2 separate regions of the Rattus norvegicus genome follow, and region 1 is linked to region 2. A link is a contact called in public Hi-C data. All regions are on one chromosome and are shown on one strand. Each heading gives the region's core, a stretch centred on a gene start, on an enhancer-like site or on the middle of the called end of the contact. The rest is flanking DNA. Distances are from core to core; before and after follow the strand shown.

Region 1 (5,010 bases), core at 766-3,265, 320 kb before region 2:
CCAAGAGCAGGACCTCCAATGTTCTATCAGGCCATCTCAAACATGGATGCATCTGGAAAGGTTTTTACAGGCTAGGAACACCTTGCATCTAGATAACTAAAAGATCCCCAGATGGCAATGTGTGTGGTTTGCCCTGGAGTTATCTCTATTTTGATGCTAATTCCACTGCCCCAAGGACAGCTGCCTAGTCAGGTACTCAGTGACTTCACCAGAACCTTCTCCCCATTGAATTTGTAAAGTACAGGTGAGGGACAGGTACAGGATAGAAGGAGGCCCCTCACTGGAAGAGAAGGAAGGATGGGCAGGAAGAGAAGTTTGAAGGAAGAGGAGGAGACTGGAACAGAAAAGGGGAGAGAGAGGAGGGAGAGAGAGAGAAGTCATTGCAGGTGACATTAAGAGTCTGCTCTGTGTATTTACAGGTTGTTATTAATGTTCTTATGGGATGGATGGTAGTGGGCTTTGCATGTTTAGGTGGGCAGTTATATCTTACCAAGTGGGTCAAAGATTATTGTGTTCTGTGCTCTTTTATGTGACGGTTTGTGTGTAGGAAAGTGTGCAGGGGCTGGAGACACGGATTTGGGATGTGTGTTTCCACCAAGATATGTAGCAGATATCTTGGGGCACTGAGGTGCTGGACCTAGGGGGATAAAAGACATCCATACTTTTTTTATTTTACAACAACAGCAATAATATATAGCTAAAGTGAAGACCCACATTGTATTCTCTCATAAATTCTCCAGATTCTCCCTGATGGAAGAAGGCTACCAGATACCCTGTTTTAAAACTCACAGGGTTAGGAAAATTAATCAGCATATAAAGTTCTATCCCAGAGACTATGCTAGACAATACTATAAAATGTCCCACTAAGATTTTATTTCTCTTTTATACTATCCATTAGATGCTGATGTCTGGTTCTGACCTCTACAAATGAAATCTGGATTGCACTCATATTTGGGGCACAGTGTCTGTTCCCACCAGACACTACATCTAGTAAATTAGCAAGGAAATTTTGGTGTGCTATTTACCCTCTTAACTAAGCAGGCAAGCAGCTGCTTGGCAAACTTGGACATGGAGAAACACTCATTCACTTTAGACTGATATTACCACATACACTTCAAGCTGGACATTTTGTTTTCCTGTGGATTTCAAAGACAATCTGGATGCTGTTCTCAAGACAATGATATTCTGCTCTGGGTAATTTATTCAGAATTTTCCTTAAAGGTATGGTGTATGCTGTCATTCGTGTTATTGTGTCCGGTTTTACTCTGTCATGGGTTATCCAATAATGGGTCTGTTATGTTCTTGCTGGTGTCAATAGTCACCTCTGGGAAGTCACTGAAATAATACTTATCCTTTGATTTTTATGTTTATTTTAAAATGCGTAACAGTATGTTGATTCTAGCTTATCAATGAACCCTGTATTGAAGGAGAAGGCTGTATCTAGATTGTAGTAAGGTAATAGGGAAGATTGCTAGTTTTTCTTTTCCTCGTGTCAAAGATAAGGCTGTGGGACCAATCACCAGGATTTTATTTATCACATGGGGTGTCTCAGCTAATGTGCTCTGCGAGTGACAAAGGAAGATTTAGCAAGAATAACGTTGCCCCCTGGAACCTTGAAGATGACTACAAACAAAGAGGAAGTGACAAGACAAATCTGCTCTCTGAGGGCATTTAAGCTCTTTAATGACTACTTGTTAACGGATTGAAGATAGTATGGACTGCCAAATAAAAGGATGCTGAGCAAATCCTGGATCCCTGGGCGTCTTTGCCCTCTTAGTTAGTGAGACACCAACTTCACAAGCTTGTACAGAGAGGGGAAAATATTAATGAATAGTCTATGAATAATCAGTCTTGCCCAAATTGCTCAGAGCCGACTGGGGACTTGGACCTTCAGCTGAAACTGAAGAACTGTTTTATGGCCACCAAGGGAGAGTAAAATGACCTCAGAGCAGAGGGTGGGGATGGGCAGCTGGCGAGGACTGAGACCTTCTTGTGCCATTGCCTAGCACTTGAGTGTACTATGAGTCATGCTGGACACACACTACACTTCTGCATTAGCAGTCAATGCTGGTGGTGGAAGAGAAGCAGATGAGACCTAAGGATGCCCGGGACAACCCACCTTCCTGTGCTCTGTGAGGACAGCAAAGACCTTCCATTCTTTCAGGGCCTGACTTAGATTATTACCCATGTGTGAAAACATGCCAGTCACTGCCAGGCTGAGACATTTCATACAAGATAAACTGAAGGGATTTTTGAGATTATTTTATTCTATCCAAGCCATCACAGAATCACAGAGCTTAGTTTCAGATAACAGCTGCATATGCATTCCTGGAGATTAGCTTAAGAGTAGCTAAAGTAAAACCGTTTTTGTTTTTGTTTTTGTTTTTGTTTTTTTTTTCTGGGCAGTCGCAGTGTTGAAAGACATAGCCACACTGACTACAGCATTGCAGACTAAAAGCTTTCCTCTCAAATAGGCCTGAGCTTATTTTAGACATTGCTTCTTTTCTCCTCATCATCATGGGATGGCATCCTGACAGCCTGCTTCTGGCTTGATCCCAGTTCTGCTGTCACTTCTTGGTGCTGCCCCTGGCCTATTGTGTCCAGGGTCTTCAGCCTAACCTTTACCACTGACTCCTTTAAGCAGTTTTGGAAACACAAAATTTTAATTCCAACCAACAACCTTTAATCAAAATGAATGAAACAATAAAGCTCTTAAATTTCTTATGTACATATATACATAATATATCTACATTATCCTATGTATCTATCTCTTGTATACATATGTGCAGATATTATATTATCTATTCTATATGTCTATAATATATACCCATATTATCTTATATATTGAGCTATTGTGCACATATTTATATAATATATGCAAACAAACTATTTAGCAGAGGAATTTGTTAAAAGGAAAGAATCTTCATTCAATGATATTGAATAAGTATGTATTCACAAACAATACATATAAAGTTTACAATGTTTCTAAAGTTAGTTCCTTTAAATATATGCTATATTATAAACTTTTCTAGGACATCACATACATGGCAAGCAAATCAATATTGACCTTTTAAATACTTAACAAAAGGATTATAATTCTAAGTAACCTTATCATCAATGAGAATGTGGCAAAGATACTTTCAACAATATTATCTCTGGAAGAGAGTATTTCATTTCATACTTACAGAATTATTTTCCTTTCAGAATTATACCTCCACAAGCCACCTAACAATGAAATATTTTTTTTCAATCTAAATCTCATAATACAATCTTCAGGTATTTGGTTCTGAAATGCCATGTAAGTCCTTTATGGAATCAATACATAGTGATAGAAGGGGAGAGACAACTTGAAGATGATTTTGATGAGTTCTTGGATTCGGTTTGTGAGAATTTTGTTCAGTATTTTTGCATCAATATTCATAAGTGAAATTGGTCTGAAGTTCTCTTTCTTTGTTGGGTCTTTGCGTGGTTTAGGCATCATAGCATCTGTGGCTTTGTAGAATGACTTAGGTAGAGTTCCTTCTTTTTCTATTGTCTGGAATAGTCTGAAGAGTGTTGGTATGAGCTCTTCTTTGAAGGTCTGGTAGAATTATTCACTAAAAGCATCTAGTCCTGGGCTTTTTTTTGATTGGGATATTTGAAATGACTGCCTTTATTTCCTTGGGGTGACGGGACAGTTTAGATAGTTTGCCTGATCCTTATTTAACTATTGTATGTGGTATTAGTCTAGAAAATCATCCACTTCATCTAGATTTTCCCGAATCAGAAAATTCTCAACAGAGAAACCTCAAATGACTGAGAAGCACTAAAAGAAATGTTCAACATCTTTAGTCATCAGGGAAACACAAATCGAAACGAACCTGTGATTCCACCTTGCACCAATCAGAATAGCTAAGATTAAAAATACATGTACATGCTACAGTACACGGTAGCAAGGATATCGAAAAAGAGCACTCCTCCATTGCTGGTGGGAATGCAAACTGGTACAACCAGTCTGGAAATCAGTCTGGCAGTTCCTCACAAAATTAAAAATAGTTCTACCTGAAGACCCATTTACCACTCCTAGGTACATATCCAAAAGATGCTCCACTATACCACAAGGCATGTGATCCACTATGTTCATTGCAGGCTTATTTGTAATAGTCAGAAACTGGAAACTGCCAAGAGGTCCCTCAATGGAAGAATGGATATAGGAAATGTGGTTCATTCACACAATGCAATACTATTCAGCTACTAAACACAAGGACATCACGAATTTTGCAAGCGAATAGATGGAACTAGAAAATATCATTCTGAATGTGATAACCCAGACCCCAAAGGACAAGCAGGGTATGTACTCACTGATAAGAGGATATTAGCTAAAATGTTCAAAATCCTCATGATACTACTCACAGACTGTAAAACGCTTAACAAGGAAGGTCCAAGTATGGATACCTGAAATGCACTTAAAATGAGAAGAAAATAATCATAAGAGGTACAGGGAAGGAGGAACCTGGCTGGAACAGGGAAGGTGAATGGAAGAGGGGGAGGATAAGGTATTGGGGGGAAGACAGGAGAGGAGCTGAGAGGGAGCAATAACTGAGATTTTCACCAGGGAGGGTTGGAGGCAAGGAAATCTCTAGAAAGTCCCAGAGACTTGAGATGTGAGAGGGTACCAGGACTCAATGGGCATGACATTAGCTGAAATGACCAACAGTGGGGAGATGGGACCTGAAGAGAACACCTCCAGCAGATAGACATGGCCCCCGGCTGAGGCATGAGCCTCACACTCATCTTCAAAAATTTTGACCCCAAATTGTTCCTGTCCAAAGGAAATGTAGGGACAAAAATGGAACAGAGAGTGAATGAACGGCCACCTAGTGACTGACCCAACTTAGGATCCAGCCCATGTGGCACACACCAAATCCTATCAGTATTACTGATGCCATATTATGTGTGAAGACAGGAGCCTGGCATGAATGTCCTCGGAGAGGCTCTACCAGCCTCAGACTGAGACAAATGGTGATACAG
Region 2 (4,971 bases), core at 828-3,327:
ACAAAGAAACTCAGCACCGGCCCGCCGGGATCTCACCCTCCGGACTCCAAGTCTTTAAAGGTCTTCTGGGGAAAGGATCTGGGGACTGGGAATCCGAGCCCAGAACAAGTGGCTGTCTTCTCCTGGACCTTTTCCCACCTCGGTAAGCCGGACTCAGATTTTCAGTCTTCTTCAGTTAGCAAAATAGAACTTTTCTGGGTCTGTGTACTGACTTTTTTCCCCGCTTTGGTGTACTCAAGTCTCGGCATTTTCTTAGGACCCACGCGGCTCCTGAGGAAAGCGCTCCCGGAGGAGCTGAGCCTGGCTGGAGGTTGTGGCACCTGCCAAGAGTTTAAGTTGCTCCAGTGCCTTCTAAGGGGGAAAAAAACTGGTGGAAGTGACATAAAATAATTATGTTCTTGTATTTGCTGATAATAGAAGACCAAACACCAGCAGTCACTTTTAAGTGTAGGAGTTAAAGGGACAAAGTTGTAAAGCACTTGGGTGGGGAGATGGCAGTCATAGCCCATCACTAGGTAGGACTGAAACCAGCGTGTTCTGTTAGGATAGATCAGTGCTATCTGATCTACCATGTCATCGAGGCAGTATTCTTCGCAATTTATGGGGCGTATCTTCTTTAGGGGAGGCATATCAGATTATGTACTGGTAATAGTAATGTGAAAATGTACAAATGTTTCTAACTTGGTTAATAATAGACTAAAGTTGGGCATATTAATAGTATCTCATCACCTCCCCCCTACTCCCCCCCCCCCATTTTAATTACTAAGCTCACAGATCCCAGGGGTAAAATTCTAAGGGAAAGTCACCCATAAAAATCAATTTTCTTCTAAGTTAATTTAGGGATGACAGGGTGAAGAGGTTGTGGAAGCAGGAAGAAACTGTTTCTTTTGAAAATTACCAACACAAACATCGCCAGGGTTTCCTCCATCTGTGTGGTAGAGGAATAGAATTTCATGTCAAACTCTTGCAGCATATGTGCAACCAATGAGACCAGTTTAGATTTTTCCTTGAGATTGCATGCTCTGTTTAATCGTCCTTTCCCGTCTGTGTCAGAAAAATGGTCCTTTCAATGTCTAACCACATTTCCTTATTGAATAGAATCAATAATGTATTTTCAATTTAAAAAGCCATATGACATAAGATCTGTAATGATGTATTTCCAGAGTAGACCTGCTTGTCATTTTACTGTATAATTACACTCCATGAGAAGTGATGGGATTTCTTTCATGGTCCTGAGTTCATTTGGCATGATGTGGCCAGTGGGGTTCATCTAGGTTTGTTCTAACAGTACCTGACATCCCTTTATACTTAGACATTACTTAGTAGCCAATATTAATTTTATAGCTACAATTTTCAAACAAGAAGGTTGTCCTTTTGATTCATTGTTTGAAATTTTGATGGCGCACTCTCTGGTTGATTTATGTAAAATATGCCTTGGTGGATACGAGGCTCCAGTGGATTACTCACCACGAGGTCACTGGTTTAAATTTGGCAGGAGTCCATGGTTACCTCATCTGCATCATTTAACCGCTGCCCAGTCATCTGCATACATTGGCAGATAACTGACTGAAGTGATTTAGTAATCAGGGACGAAGCACAGGTAGATTTATGTATGGAAACACTATTTCAGAGGCAATTAATCCAGAAGAATTAATGAGCATGGCATGAATGGGTACCTGTGAACAGGATTGTGGAGTCTACTGTATTTATTAAGGAGAGCATTTTCATTCTTCAATAGCCTATCAGTTTAATGGAATGCGTTTCAGAGAGATGAGGTATTGGGATTCTTTGGAGGAAATCAATTAAGTTTTTTCACTGATGCTTTGTTCTGCTTTGATGTCAGCATCATTTTTGTGGAAAGATAAAACAATTGTCTGTTGCAAAGACTTCCAGACACAAATAAATCCAAATATTTCCACTTGAGAAGTAAAGTCAGAGCACCTCCTACTGCTTGATGACTGCAGACCTTAAGCTGCACTTCTCAAAACTGTTATCTCTGGTTTGCCAAAATGTTAAAGGATATTCTACAAATCTCTTATCTTTCCTTTAAAGGTATTTTCCCTTGGATATTAATGTCCAAATCAGAAGAAATGGCATTACGGGAGATTTGTGTGTTGGTTGGAGTATTTATTTGTTCCATTTGCGTCCAAGGATCATCCCAGCCCCAAGCAAGAGTGTATTTAACATTCGATGGTAAGAAATCTGATAAAACTTATGAAAAATGTTATTGAAGGTCTCGCTTTTTTCTTTCTGATTCAGATGAAAGTTTAACATATTGAAGAGACTACAATCTCATTATTTAGTTCTCAAAATATTACCAGGCTACTCTTTAAGTGCCGTGGACATTTATCCTTGGTAAATGTTTGCAATGGAAGGAGTGTTTGTGAAAATACCTGAAGGATTTGCTACCTTGTTCCACCTTAAATTTCATCTGGATTAAATGTATATTCCAGGGAGATAAGAAAGAGCTCAAAGGGCAGCATCTTTTATATCATCTGGCTGTGACAGAATGCAGCCCCTCCTCACTAAACTTCATGATTAGAAAGGGCTCCCTGGGTTTAGTCACTGTAATAACTCCAGTAAGTTCCAAGTATTTGCTTCAAAACTGGAGTCGTTCTAAAGTCTGTTGTTTTTCTTCCTATTCCAAAAGTATTTCTCATGGTTGGTATTATTTTTCTAGTGAGGTGAAAATTACATAAAATATTTTGGACACTACATTGATTATTGTTGTATAAAATGTTGTTTTCTTAAGCTTAGAAAAGCAGTAATTTCAAGTACCGATTTATATAAAAAGCTGTATGGTGGTTACCAAATGTGTATATGTGGTTAATGTATGCCATTCACATATCCATTCTGAATGGGTGGTTGGGTTAGACATATAACTCTTACTAACTGGACAGTTGAAATATGAACTAGATGAGAAACATCATCTTGTCTTCAGGACCATTGTGTTTATGTTTCCATTTTTTACATGAACTCTGTCATTGCACGTGCTTAGTTGCATTTGATGAGTGTGCAGAAAGCACACTGATTAACACCAGCCCTTTTTTCCCTTTCCTTTTAAGTTCTTAAGTGCTCCCCCAAGGTCATCATGAGCACTGGAGAAACCATATTTAGAGCTTACTGAGTGTGAACTTCTAATTGCACCCTTAACCTTTGTGCCTGACATTTTCCCCTCAAAACCATAGTCATGCCGTTTAGATGTAAAGGACAGGGACAATAATGACTGCTTTGAAATCCTTCTACTTTTCTTGAATTACAAAAGCTTTTTACAGCTTGTACTTTGTCTCTAAAGTTGAGATTATCAATGCAGAATAAAAAAGAAAGGAAGGAAAGGGGAAAGGAAGAGAGGAAGGAAAGGAGAAAGAGAGAGAAAGAGAGAGAGAGAGAGAGAGAGAGAGAGAGAGAGAGAGAGAGAGAGAGAGAGAGAACCTCAAGGAAAAATATAATTACCTATATTTTTCCTTACTGTGGAAGGAGATGACACTGTCAGGTAGACCAGATAACTAAGGCTTGTCCCTTCTACGGCATCAACACTAATCCAAACATTCTGTGTAAATGTATGCAACAAGTGATTAGTCATTTAGGACACTTCATCAAATCTGTTTTCAAAGAAATAGGTACAATTTATGTTTTCCAGAAGTTCTGTCTTTTAGAACAGACTGTCAGTATCCTATAGGAGAGTGGTTGCTGGGCCATAGAGAGCGGAGGTTATTATAGACTTCCTATTATTGTATGGCTAGTGCTTAAATAGATTGAAATGGAAACAGATCCACGAAGAATAGGTTGCCCTAATATGGTAGACTATGGCCTGGTAAACTAATCAACCTATCAATAAATAGTTCCTCACATTTGCTCACCTCAAGATTACTAGGATTCCACAAAGAGAATGTCACGTGTCATCTCTCTAACTCCAACACCGAATTAAACAATATGCCCACAAGAATAATCTAAATTAAATTTTAATTTTTAAGGTAATAACTTCAAACATTTCTACACTAAAGTAGTAAATATTAATATGTTATGAAAAAATTTCTTGAAAAATGTAGAAGTTTCAATGTTTAGTTCAAGAATATAGTCTTAAGACGGTTTATCATTTACCTAATTATCATGGGTAAATTTCCTATTATCTAAGAGTTCCATTACTTTATAGTAACTTTAGCATTTTAAAATAATGCAAAACAGGTTATGAATTTTCCTCCAAAATGCTTTATATTCAGGTATTTTTGGAGACATTGTTTAACACCGTAGCTTATGTGGGCTTGTAACCCATCACGGAGAACAGTCTAGTCTTAAACTTCTGACTTCTTCTGATGCAGCATTATGAACATTTTAATTTTAGCCTTGATATACAAACAGCAACTTTAAAAGTTCGTTCTTAACATCAAGGTATACATTTTATATACAGGGTTGTGGGGAATATGACTGCATATTTATTTAAACACAGATCTGGATCTTATTTTATACTTCAAATCTGTGGCACTATTTTTGAACCTAAAACCTGGACTTTGAAGGCATTTGGGGCAACTCTTTTTGCATCAGACAGAGGTTAGTTGTTTCATCTCTCTTATATCCAGAAGTCCTCTTTAGTATCTTGACTGCTCGCTCTTTTGTCTTGTAATCTTCTCCCTCCTTGAACCTGGGTCTCCTGTCTGTCTCTTCTTGTGTAAAACATTATTAAAAACTGTTCAGACTTGTCTTGCTTGAAGTCCAAGTAAACACTGCTGTCAGTGTAAAGGTGTGTAAAAAAGAGCTACCTTCAGCATCCACATTCCATCCCTTCTGCAGTGGACTGATGGAGTGATAACATGGGGAACTGTGATTTACAGGTTGGCTTTCCGTGTTGATCTAGTGCAGGTCAAGGAGATGGCTATCAGTACTACCTGGAATGTATGTCAGATAATATTAATTACATTCCTGCTAGCTGAATCTTTCATATTGTAAAATGGAGACGCTTTGTAAGTTTCACAA

Evidence for each region. A called contact is a pair of places that touch in the nucleus more often than the background predicts.
Region 1: a contact with region 2 is called in a Hi-C map of the A7r5 cell line, with 4 times the contacts expected there. The contact joins the enhancer-like site here to the promoter of Sema3c in region 2. A contact is called at or near these places in 5 of 12 Hi-C or Micro-C datasets (the A7r5 cell line, the Rat2 cell line, Schwann cells and 2 more).

What each region holds. Positions count from the first base shown.
Region 1 is chr4:19,013,991-19,019,000 of GRCr8, reverse strand. No RefSeq gene overlaps it. Among named protein-coding and RNA genes, the nearest start is that of Sema3c, 320 kb to the right of the region's middle. Within about 2 kb of position 2,015, at least 5 of the 93 cell types and tissues checked have an H3K27ac peak or open chromatin away from gene starts, as enhancers often do. A contact at or near this core is called in the A7r5 cell line, where this site is marked.
Region 2 is chr4:18,696,733-18,701,703 of GRCr8, reverse strand. Sema3c (semaphorin 3C) reads left to right here and starts at 2,077. Exons shown (of 17, transcript NM_001106578.1): 1 at 2,077-2,193. The coding sequence starts at 2,091.